2 separate regions of the Zea mays genome follow, and region 1 is linked to region 2. A link is a contact called in public Hi-C data. All regions are on one chromosome and are shown on one strand. The core of a region is the stretch at or near the end of the contact, and the rest is flanking DNA. Distances in the headings are between cores, read along the strand shown. Region 1 holds the start of LOC103645992 (wall-associated receptor kinase 4). Region 2 holds the start of LOC103645990.

Region 1 (6,193 bases), core at 836-3,335, 180 kb after region 2:
CGAATATTCTAACTTGTGCAATGGCATGGGTTGAGAGATTATAGTTTGCTATAAATTGACAATTGAAGTTTGAAACGTAGAACATTATTACCAGGTGTCGCAAGAGTGGTGTTGCAGCCTGTTCCTGTCCTGTAACCGTCACCAATATTATTCTCGGGGCAAGAACAAGTATAGCCTCCCAAAGTATTGTTGCAGAGGTTCTGATAGGTGCAATTATTACTATTGTAATTCCGGCATTCGTTGATATCTTGACAAAGGGAGCAACACACTTCGTGTCAGAAAGCAAGGTGAAAGTATTTGTCTCCATAACAGACAATAAAACTGTACTACGTTACAAATGAAAACTCTTGTACGAACCAGACTGAAAGAATAATACCCCTCCCTAAATTAAAATTCGTTTTAGCAAATTAGTAGGTTTATACAATATTTGATGTATATTTTTTGCTTATGTGTACGAGAGACATTAAAGAGTAGAAGAAGTGAGCTCTCGTGAAAGAGTCGGCTGCTACAAGGCTACAAGACGAAAGGATGAAAGGAAAGAGATAAGAAATAATCTAATAGCCAACCTTATAGCTCACTATTTTTGGTTCTAGATGATAGGACAATGATTTAGAGCCTACTATGAGTTCTATTATTAAACTTGCTCTAAAGGATTGTCGGGAAAGGGCAAAGTGAGAAATGAAATAAAGAAAATATAGGATAAAGGGCATGTTTGGTTTAGCTTTTTGTGACGAGCTTTTCTAAAAATCTAGATTCTTGGAAAATCTAGCTGTGAACTTGAATATCGTGGGTCTGATGTGCGAAAGAAGATAAAGAGATTTATAGGGTTTAGAATCTAAATGACGAATTCCTTTTATCATCATGACTCGATAGATTTTGTGTTTACATTGATTTAGATATTTTTTTACGAAAACGATTCTCACTAAGGAACAAAACATTTAGCTGCTAGAAGCTGATTCTGACGGCCTCAATCTGATTCTAAGCTCAAACAAACACCCAAATAATGAAGAAGAAATTTCACCTTGGCATCCGTCACTGACGTACGGATTCCCGTCGTACCCGCTAGGGCATTTGCAGAGATAGCCCGCTCCGGTGGGCGCGTCGACGCAGGTGCCGTACTTGCACAGTTTCTCGAAGGTGTAGCTCTGAGTTTGCTCGCAGCTGGTGCTCCCAATCGCCCAATCCAAAACCATCCTGCGCTCACCTGGTGGCAGCAAGGCTGTTTTTAGCGGCCGTACCTCATCGCCACTGAACGTGAAGACCGTCTCGTCTTTGTCCAGGAAGAACGCGGCGCTGCAGGTTCCGTCCTCCTCGCCGGTGCCGTTGGCCGTGGTCCTTTCGAACGACAGGCTGAACGCCTTGGCGCCGTTCACCTGGTCCATGGGGGCCTCGCAGCAGGCTTCCCCAAGGCAAGAGCCGCTGATTTGGAGGGTGTTGCACGTGGTGGTGCAGCTGGTGTATAGCGGGCTGGAATCACCGGGCACGATGAAGAAGTTAGCCATGAGCGTGCGGTTGCAGCCGAAGTTGACCAGCTTGTTACTCTTGGAGAAAGTGAAGGGCGTCCCTTCCAAGCTCCAAGTGAACGTCGTCGTCGTCCCTTCCGAGCTCTTGGCGCCGGTTCCAGTGTCCGGCGTCGGCTTGCCCTTGCCGTCGTAGCACACCTGCGTGATGGGCTCCGCGAAGACGACCACGTAGCTGCCCGACACCGACACGAAATCGATCATGTATGCATCGCCGCCGATGGACAGCATGGCCTCCCTGTTTGGCCCGCACGTCACCTCGAAGCCGGGTAGACGCGACGCGCCTCTAGATCTTGTGCCGAAGGGCTCCGGGATGTTGTCGCACGTCATCGTCCTCCTCACACCACGTGGCTGGACTGGTGGCAGCGCCAGATCCTGCGAGTGCGCGGCGCGAGGCAGGGTAGAGACGAGAATGAGCGCCAGGGCGAGTGGTCGTGCAACCGCGTCAGCGGCTGATCGGCGGTTTCTTCCACGCGGCCGGCATGCCGGCGAGCGAGAAGGCATGCAGGGAACTGCTAAGGAATCATTTGCTAGTCTGGACTCTGGTCTCTGCTGGACGTGTATTGTTGCGTGATTTTCGTGGATTTCTTTCACGGGCATTTATCCATTTATTTTTGACGAATTAGAATTTACTTAATAAAATAATCTATTTAGTTTGAAATTTAACATTTTATCACTATTCAAAGTTTAGATATAAGTTTATCTTAAATTTATAGGGTGGAGGATGAGAAATGATTTTATGTATCACTAGAATTTGTTTCTACTCTATAATTTCTAGAACGTTCTTCGGCTCATATCTTTATATTAAAAATATAGTACATAAATATCTCTAACGTCTTGCTAATAATAATATACAAATATATTTTATATGAAACTGAATTAACTTAATTGATATATGCCTAAATTATTATTATTAGAATGAAATTCAATTTTAAGGATACAAACGAGTCGTCGGTCTTTTCGCTGGTGTACTATGATTAGCACTTAGCAGCACCAGTAGGTTAGGCAGCAGTCTTTTCGCTGGTGTACTATGATTAGCACTTAGCAGCACCAGGAGGTAACGGGCAGACAAATTCCAGTGGAAGACCTGCCACGATACGAGTCAACGCACCACGACGTTCGAAGCTACTATTCTTTTTCCAAGGAAAAAGCACGCATGAGGCAAGAGGCATGATGAATTGATGATAGGCAACAGGCAATAAGTTCTAGTGGGACTATCTTGTGGATCAGTGGATATGACAATAGTTTGCACTGGTGTTTCCACCGTCCGACCAAGGAACCACAATAATCCCTCCATTCCTTTATATTTCTCTTTTTTCTGTCCACACTCATCCGAATAATAATGAAGGTAAACTTACATACAAACAACATTCGTAGATCAATTAATGAATGATTATTTAGTCTAAAACAAATTATATTTTGGAACAGAGTTAGGCTCTTCACTACAACTAGGTAATTGCCCGTGCTTCGCAACGGAACCATTACAATGCAAAACACAATGGATTTGCACTTGCAATGGGGCCAGAAGCTCCAATATCTAGAAACGATTCAGAAGAGCAAATATCAGAAAGTGGAGCTTATTGCTTGTGAAATTGATCAAAAAAGCAAAGGACACTGACTTGAGACGACAGGAAAGAAAGGAGGTAAGGCAGAGCCCAAAGCGGATAGATAGAAAAAGATCCGCTGCTCAGTAAGAGGCTATTCATACTATTAACTCACCAAGCATTCTACCCGCTTTTCATAAAACTCGATATCATCTAGCACATGTAACAGGTGTCCATATATAGCATAGAAAAGATATAGCATGCACATTATGTCCTCCCCAATAACCTCGCATGCATGTCTCATGGCTTCAATATCCCATGAACTTAATGCATCATCATTGGACTGCTGAGAAAATAAAATACTATCAGGTAAAGTTCCCTCCTATGAAACATTGGATTTTCCATTAATCTTCTAGAGCACATTTGCCCACTTGTTGTGTCCTTGGCATTCCTTATTTTCCTCATGGAGGATACTTGCACATATCAACTGTTTCTCATGTCCTATTTCTTGTGAATTCTGGATAGGTGGATCCAAAATGGGCATTTCTAGTTCCCACTTAAAAAGAGTAGAGAAATTGAATCACTGCAAAATATCTGATAATTTTCACTCATCACCAGTATTTGTTTTTGCAAATCGCAATCAACTCCTCGCAGGCAGTCTAATAAATGAAACCATTCATGCTTATTGGCAAATCAAAAATAATTGGGAGATAAAATTCACTTTCTGTAACAAAACGAGTCCAGTGAGTTGAAACATGACAAAAAGCGCACCTAAGTAAATACTTTATTAGCTGGTAGTTGCTCGACAAGAAACCAAGAATCCACCACGTGTAGCAGTTGATGTTTTATCTTATTCACAAAATAGTGGTACAACTTAACAAAGAAACCTATTTCTCGTGGTTACTGTAGAGTGTAGACAATCGCAACAGCGCAGGGACGTAGCTCTAAAAAATAACCAGTAACCCAAACAATTCAACTCTCAAGCTAGCGAGTAGCAAGAGAGGCACATACAGACAGTATGCACACATAGGTGATTAGAGATGAAGCAACACGCATCGACACCCCTGAGGTCGCCGTAGACATCGATGAAGGTGGTGGCAACAAACGTCTCCACCTGGTTGTGGTCCTACAACACGTCGTTGGCCTGCACCATGGCGAAGGAGAACTCGCCCGCCGCGTGCTGTGTTAGATCCCACGACCACATCAGCTCGTCGGTGCCTATTTGTTCCATAAATAAAAGTGAGGTGAAATGGAGTTGGCTAAAAGCATATATGATTCAAAAGTTGGAAAGAATGTGATTCAATTGGGCATGCACACTGTTTCTTGGGGTTATGTGAGCTTTATCATGAGGTCTGAAAATGTGTGGTATTGTTAGAGCTAATGACAAAAACAAAACACCCAACGGCTAGACTGTTCAAAGAATATGTTACAATGGTTTAAATATAGTCATATGCCTTTTTATAGATGATCCAAACAAGGAGAATTAGTTGATCTCAGTAATGCTTGACCCAAATCTGATGCAAAACATAAGGTACGATAAGCAAGCCAGACTATGTACAGTGGACGGTTTCATCAAGGCCTCAAGGGTATTAACTGGAAGCAGCAAAAAATGGGGAAGACAGTTTGTTGCACTTACATTTTCTCTTTGAGTGATATTGTGGCATCAGGTTTGCCATCAAGAATATTCTCAAGAATTGTAGATGCAAAAAGAGCAGGTTCCTGATTCATCAAGCCGGTCTGGTCTCTAAGTTGCTTCAATTGCAGCGTCTTGACGTCCACATTATCAAGTAAAACTTGCCCTACAACACAATCATGACCACTTATTAAAATCAAATAGACTGACAAATTACAACAACATAAGGCTCACAGTTCATTTGCTCACCCTGATTAACCTTATCCCCAATGTAGCCCATCAGTCCTCTCCCAACACAAGAAACTTTTAGATTTCTTGTTTCTTAAATAAATCCTAAGGTACACGGTATAACTGAGAGTGTCAGCATTTGTATACAGGAAGTTTCGGTATTCTTCTAGTGAGACATTATCCAACGTGTCCTTCTCTGGTACACTTCCCTTTTATGTCGTTTGCAGCAAAGAAAGTCGGTGGGGACAAATAAAACATGGAATCAAACATTGATCCAAATACACCAAGCATACCATCTAAGTCTTCCTAGAATAGTCTCTTAGCACTCTCATTGTGTCGTACTTGGGGGCAAACTCACTAATTACGTTCAAGACCAAACACCCACAAGAAGCTTGACTAAGATAATTCTATCCACCTACTTTCTCGCATCCACCACAACGTTATTGAGACTCTTATTAATCAAAACTCCACCATTTCTATTTGCAGATGTCCCTATGCTATATACCAAAGCTTGAAGTTGATATTTCACAAGACAAGCAAAATTCTAACCATACCAGTAAAAACAATGAAATTACTCTACCAAGCATTGAGATCCACTACACAATTAAAAACACAAACCCCGTAGTGATTCTTCGCAAATATATTAACAATATTTTTTTCTTAAGTAAATGCAAAGCACATATGAATGAGGAAAATGAAGGATAGAATAACTAAAATGAGTCTATGCCCCTAAGAAAAATAATCCCAATTATATGAGAATTCAAGCCTTTGCTTGCAACCAGATAACTGAAATCGCAAGAAGCAACGGTGCATAGCTAATGAGCAAGCACCAAACGATGTCTTACAACAACATCTTAACTGAGCATGTGGTCCTGGTGGTGTAGACGTGATGATTGAGACAAACCAATTTTGCTATCTTTGAAATACCGCCAGAGACCATGTATCCAAGTATGCCATCAACAACAACGAGAAAAAATCAAGCAACATGGTGTACTTCCTACTTCAATGCAGCTACAATAATCAGCGACCTAGATCCAAGTATGTTTCTGATCTGGACTCTGAAAGTCTGAACAATTCCAAGTCGTACTCTTACACCATTCACTCAATGCCATCTTGCAGGCTATAAGTCTTGTATTTTGAGTGAGCAGTGTAGTATACTAATAAAAAAAGCACAAAAAAAGGAAATGTGTTACTGTCTTCCTGGGTATCCTCCATTAATTCAGAAAACATAGGAAAGCTGCTTTCAACGCAAGCTTATACCTTCTGGA
Region 2 (6,688 bases), core at 1,703-4,202:
ATGCAACCGATAAGAACTAGAGGCTGTACAGAAAATTAGAGTTGCATTACGCATGCAATAATTCTGAATCCAATTCCTGTTCACACCAACAGGTAAATTAAGTGAACTCTGAAGATCTTTCAGCAATTTAAGGCATAGAGACCTTGCATCACCTAATTCCTTCTCAATGTAAGATATTGGCTCATAAATAGAGTTCTCAGTTGATCGAAAATCAAATCCCCTTTTCGCACTCTCATCAGTTAAATCTCCATCACATAAGAAGGCATTAATTTTTTCTAGTAAACGTAACACCATAGATATATTGCTGACATTTTCATGTGAAAAGCACTTCTTTGGAAGGTGAACCCACAAAGTCATCATGCATTTCTTTACAGCTTTTGCTGCAACATCAAACTGCTTTTTCAGGAAATCCAAAAAGCATACAGAATCACTGCCGCCATCACATTCAAGAAGCATATCGTATCGAGAACCACATTCCTCAAAAAATGATATCATTGAAACAATTATGTGCCTCCATCCTGACAATAATGAAAAGCACTCTGTAAGCTCATCCACACGATAATCCAAGAAAACTTCCTGGATCTCCTCAGAAATGTCCATATTGTCCCTGTTCCCTAATAACAAAACATCTCCAAGAGAAAGAGGTAGACCACATATGTCAATCTGCTTGCTGAATTCCTTCAAATTTTGAAGGAATCGAGTACAGACACCAACAACAGCAACATTTGTGGGAGTGCATGTAAGAGTTCGGCATTTCAAACAAGCCAAAGCCCACAATAGAGCACTAACAGTCTTGGTCTTTCCAGTACCTGGTGGGCCCCATATAAGTTTTGTGAGGTTCAAATGTCTACATCTTACAGCAGAGATGATAGATTCAATGGCATCCAATTGTGACTGATTTAGATTAACTGGTGGTAGCTCTGCAGAAGACATTAAACAGTCATCCTTTTTAGCACAGACAGAACAGACATCTTCACCCTGCAATGGAACCAACAAAGAGTTAATTAGCAATGACATGGCATGAAAATTAGGAACATACAAAATAATAACTTGAAAGGTATATTACCATATTTCTGGGGGCTAAAAGTGACTTGATTATTGTAAAATTATTATTCATGCTTGAGTCAAAGCAAAGTGCTTTCCATATACGCATGTTAGCCATTATATTATCAAGAAATGTTGCATGCACAAGTTTACTAAAGTCTCCTTCTAAACCAGTACTATTTGAAACTTTCACTTTGAAGCCCTTCTGATATTCATCATTCATAGAAACTTCAGTAACCATTGCCAAGCAATATGTTAAACCATAGCGGTTGAAGTCATCTGCAGCTTCAGGCTTCATGTTAGACAAAACAAATATGTCACCGTTCCTAGCGGTGTAGGTCTCGGTAGAAAAACCAGCACCATTGTCCCAAAAGTCAACATCCATAGAATGCAATCCTGATTTCCCTGCAACTTTAAAGGAAAGTATTTTCGAAGACGGTGCTTCTGCAATGAGCTCAAGGCACGAGTTTAGGCATGATCTTGTTTCTTCGATCAGAGGTGTCATATATGATCGCAAGTAGTCATCAAGAGAACCAAAGCTGAAAGGGATCCTCTCCACCTGAATAGACAAACAGTTGGTGAAAAAACAAAGGTGGACATAAAGCAGTGGACACAGTATATTTGCTCATTACTTAGAAAACTTGCAAAGAAATTTTGGGATCATATGATGGCGAGTCATAGCAATATACCATGGTGGTTCTGTTACCTAGTATAGTACCTTAATGTTTTAATTTTGGGCCTGTGAGGCCGGTAAGAACTTAACTGGGCATGTGAAGTAATTTCACGCATGTGCATTCTCGGGGGGAAAACTCATGAGGTTAGGTGGGACAAATGAGAACTAATGATTTTTTTGCTATTATAGTATTCATATGAAGCGACTTCTCCACGAGTATTAACAGATTAGGTTTCTCTATAATGCTACTTACACGTGAGAAATTTCTCTAAAATAGAATTTCACCATTATTTGATTAGTTTTATTTTTTTCTTGTTTCTATCACTTAAAATGACAGCTGTACCCTTACCTTCAATAGTGGTACCCTATGTGGGTGGCTATGTTCACGAACCTCACCAGCCCCTACGTGCGCCTCCCCCAGCCACGCGCCGCCCTCCCTGTGGCTGTGACACCACCAATGCCCAGTGTATGACCAGCGTGCATCATCTAGGGGCTAGGGGTCCTAACAAACTATGGTCAGATTGTTCTCACATGGAGTTGAGGAAACGCCAGTGACTCTAGGCGCCGTCTCCTACATCCGAATGGCCAGCTTCTACCACGCAGCCACAAGCCGTGCCAATAAACAGCAGGATACACATCAAAACCAAAGGAAACATCTAACCATGACTCCACGAATCGACCTCCTCACACAAATGACGCAATAACTACCCGAAAGAGAGAGAAACACACATAAAAACAAAATCGCTAAAGTTGGCAACCACCCTTCAAATTATAATCGAAACCAAGAGCGCGCCAACCGAAGGATCGATCGATCACCTTCGTCTTGTAGAGGTCGTCGTTCGTGATCTCCTGCACCGACCAGGAGAGCACGATGTCACCCAAATCCATCTCCTCCCTCATCGCGCTCGAAGACTGTTCACCCGCTCGCGCAAGGACGAGCAGGCCGCATATATTCACAGTAGCAGGGAAGGGATGGAGGGGCGTCGAACTCGAGGAGTTGCTGCAAGTGAAGTGAAGGCAGTGCGACTGATGCTCAGTGGAAAGCCGCATAGGTGATCAGAGTGGTGGGGTTTAAATGATCTTTTGCTTCTCGTGAAAGAAATGAGTACTGAGGAAGTGAGGAGGCGGTTCGTCTCTCCCCTCTGTTCCGCGGCCGTGGCCTCGTCTCCTCGGGCTTCGAGTCCGTCACTCGTCAGTCCCTTTTCGTGGAGATTGGAGAGGGCAAAGGGCTGGGCTGACGAGGATTGAGCGCTAAAGGAGAAGGCAGTTTGCTTGTCGATCTTACTATTAGATTATCTCCGGCGAGAAAATTGCATATTTGAGATTCTAAATATTATGCTTTATAATAATGCCATCTAAAATATTTGTTTCGTACAATGGTACTACAAACATATTTTAATTGATTATACTGTCATTAACCAATGTATTCTCTCTTTTTTAATTTATTTCCATGTATTTAGCATCAAAGAGACAAAAATACCCCTGTATGCTTTTACGATCTCTTTCCTATCTCTATCTACAAATTCTCTCGCCGAGTCTCGTGCTATGGACGATTCGCACAGGAGCCACCAGACGGGCCGCGCAGTCCGCCAAGGTCGACCTCGCCACATCGTCCGCCAGATTCACCCTCGACACGCCGTCCACTGAGCTCACCACGATCGAGCTGAAGGAGGACGCGCGGGCCGTGCCAACAGTCGTGCTCAGCGAGGATGTGCTAGCCAAAGTCGTGCTCGCTAGGGCCGCCTCGCCGGCACTCCCTGGGACAGCCATGGCTGCCGCGTTGAGCACCGTTCTGGCGTAGCCGCATAGGTCGCGTTGGCCAGTACCGCCTCGCCTGCTCTCCCTGTGAGGATCGAGTTTATTGGATCTTCGGTATCCCGAACCAAGGGCTTCGTAAAATTATTATCCTCAACCTTGCAATTGGATTTGCGGTATTATAACTGCCGTTTGTTTGCAAATTTGATATCGTGCAGAGGTTTACTCGCTGCCGAGTGTCATCAACCGAAAACTAAAGTACAGGGTGGCCGTTTTGTTTCGTTGAAGAACTACTCTTCGTTACTCATAACAGATCCAACTCGGGACTCCCCATTCTTCTTCGTTCGGCTTCTTCCCACGCTCGGCTGCAGCTGAGCTCGTCGGCAATGGAGCCGCCGCCAGTCCCGGCGCTGGTCCTCGCAATCGACGAGTTCGCGGCCAACATCGAAGGTGCGTGCCAGCCAGAGGAGTCCGTGGAGAGGGAGTCTCCCCAGCGTCGTCCGGTGTTTGCTACTGTCCCTTCACTGGCCGATGTTTGCATGTTCCTCAATCCGCCGTCGATGGGCAGGCGAGAGCGGCGAGGAGGACGCCGAGGAGAGCGAGGACAGCCGCGTGCCTACCAGCAGCGCCATGGCGCGCGCGGTAGAGTCTAGTCCTGTCCAGCGACTCCTCCGCAGTGCCCAAGTCGTCCCCGCCCTCGGGGACCGGGCTCGGGTCCTTGGACGTCGGCGACGGCGGCAGCCTGGCGACGATGAAGAAGCCGTTGGACACCTCCTCCGCCAGTTCGGCGTCCTCGTCGGAGCTGGTGGTGTCGTCGAAGGCTCGCTGACATCCTCCTCCGTGGATGAGAGCTGCGTCGCGATCCGCGGGACGACGAGCACCCTAGTGCGTGCGTGCAGCGGTGTGGAGGCGACCGCGGCCGAGAGCAGCGAGGAGGACGTCGTCGTCCTATTCATCTTCCTAATCTCATTCAAATCGTCCCAGAACAGCTAAACTCGTCCACGGTACCAAACGAACGAACGAGCTGCTGTTATAATACTACAGTTGCAATTGACACATTCGGGTGACTATATTTATGAAGCCGAGTATTCGGGATACCAGCCATCCAAAAAGCTCGTGAGGATCATAGATGTCGTCTCTTTTCAAGTTCTATTTTTTAGATGAAAATATATTTTATATAAACTCATTATTTTTTTTTGTGATGAGGTGTGAATCAGCACATTTTTATGATTATTTGTGGCTATTTAACATTTATGAGATGAATCCATTCGTTTCGAGTAAATTGTCCTCTACACGCTACTGTTCGTGATCGTCTCTGTTGGTGAGCAGCACCATGAGGCTCAGGACAGGAATGACGACGATTTTTACCCCAAGAGAAAGGGCCAGTGAGGTCTTGTACCATGTAGCTGCATCCATCATCAATCGCACGTACGGTAGCATTAGTGTTTGCAATTTACTGTTGGTTGTTGGTTGATTATCATTGTAGCAGACGATCTCTATAACGAGATGTTCGGCGAGCAGTAGCAGTTGTTCAGCCATCAGCACCACCAAACCTGGTGGTGAGCTGTTAGGCGAGCAGCAGCAGACGGCGAGATGTTGGCGTGATCCTGGTGGCCAGATCTTTTAAATTACAAAACTAATTAAATTTATATATTTATATATGTAATATATTTATATATTATCTTAAATCATATGAGATAGATAATTATACACTACATTTATGTTATAGCGAAGCAAGTAGATGAGTATGCTATAAGTTGTACATTGGAAAAATAGCATGTAAATCTATAGAATCAATTTGCATCTCTCACCTCATAAATTTGAGATAGACTTATATGATAACTTTGGAAAGTGGTGCAATGTCACATTCTAAAAAAATAGACTATTCTATTAGTAAGATTTTAATTCCTCGAAATGAAAGGAAACAAACGGGACCTATTGTGTACTTGACAGAGTTTTAAAACTGTCCTGTTTCAGACAAAATACACGAGATTAGACTAGAAAAAAAAAGAATACATAGTTAATGGCAGTATAATCAATTAGAATATGTTTGTAGTACCTTTTGTACGAATCAAATCTTTCAGATGACATTATTACGAAGCATAATGTTTAGAGTCCTAAATATATATGTCGGGTACCGTAATTAGGGGTACCCCCAATACTCCTAAACACGGCTGGTAAGCACCCTCAGCACAAACCGCAAAGACTGATGGGCACGGTTCAGGTCAAGGCCTCGTCTACCAAGGGACGCAATCTCGCCTCGCTCGAGCCCGGCCTCGGGCGGGAACAGTAGTCCCGGACGAATTCACGCCTCGCCCGAGGGCCTCCTCAGGCGATGGGCGCACCCTCAGCTCGCCTGAAGCCCAGCTCGGGCAGGCTTCGTCGTGAAGCAACCTTGACCAAATCGCCTTACCAACCGACCGTATCGCAGGCGCATTCAATGCGAAGATCGTCTGACACCTTATCCTGACATGTGTGCCGCAGTCGGCAAGGTCGAAGTGACCGCAGTCGCTTCACCCCTTCACTGACCGATCTGACGGGAAAACAGTGCCGCTTGCCCTGCTCCGACTGCTGTGCCAACCACCCGGGTAAGGCTGACAACAGCCGAGTTCAGCCTCGGGCGCAACAGGAAGCTCCGCCTCGCCCGACCTTAGGCCTCGGCCTCGGGAGGAGGTCTCCGCCTCGCCCGACCCCGGGACTTGGCCTCAGCCTTGGCCTAGGGAGGAATCGCGTCCTCGCCCGACCCCGACCTCGGCCTCAGGAGAAGTCTTCGCCTCGCCCGACCTTGGGCTCAGACCGACCGCGCCACAGGGGATACATCATTACCCTACCCCTAGCTAGCTCAGGCTACGAGGGAACAAGACCGGCGTCCCATCTGGCTCGCCCCGGTAACAGGTAATGATGGTTCCCCACGTACGTCTATGACGTCGGTGGTTCTCAGCCCCCTATGGAAGCAAGGGGACGTCAGCAGGATCCCAACCGCACCGCCAGCTGTGCTTACTACAGGGCTCCGGCACTTCTCCGACGGCCACGTTATCACGTACACAGGGCTCAAGCACTTCTCTGACAGCCACATTAGCATGTACACAGGGCTCAGGCACTTCTCTGCCAGACACGTTAGCGCATAGCTACACCCCCCATTGTATATCTGGACCCTCTCCTTGCATCTATAAAAGGGAGGTCCAGGGCCTTCCTGCGAGGAGGTCGCGCGGCGGG

The links. A called contact is a pair of places that touch in the nucleus more often than the background predicts.
Region 1: a contact with region 2 is called in a Hi-C map of ear, with 1.8 times the contacts expected there. The contact joins the promoter of LOC103645992 here to the promoter of LOC103645990 in region 2. A contact is called at or near these places in 3 of 25 Hi-C or Micro-C datasets (ear, leaf and tassel).

What each region holds. Positions count from the first base shown.
Region 1 is chr2:13,150,474-13,156,666 of Zm-B73-REFERENCE-NAM-5.0, forward strand. LOC103645992 (wall-associated receptor kinase 4) reads right to left here and starts at 2,086. Exons shown (of 5, transcript XM_008670731.2): 1 at 1,022-2,086; 2 at 92-247. The coding sequence starts at 2,024. LOC103645993 (a long non-coding RNA gene) reads right to left here and starts at 5,316. Exons shown (of 3, transcript XR_002267510.3): 1 at 4,957-5,316; 2 at 4,701-4,863; 3 at 3,828-4,282.
Region 2 is chr2:12,964,780-12,971,467 of Zm-B73-REFERENCE-NAM-5.0, forward strand. It overlaps LOC103645990, which reads right to left and starts at 2,953. Exons shown (of 14, transcript XM_008670729.3): 1 at 2,534-2,953; 2 at 1,067-1,603; 3 at 1-978. The coding sequence starts at 2,767.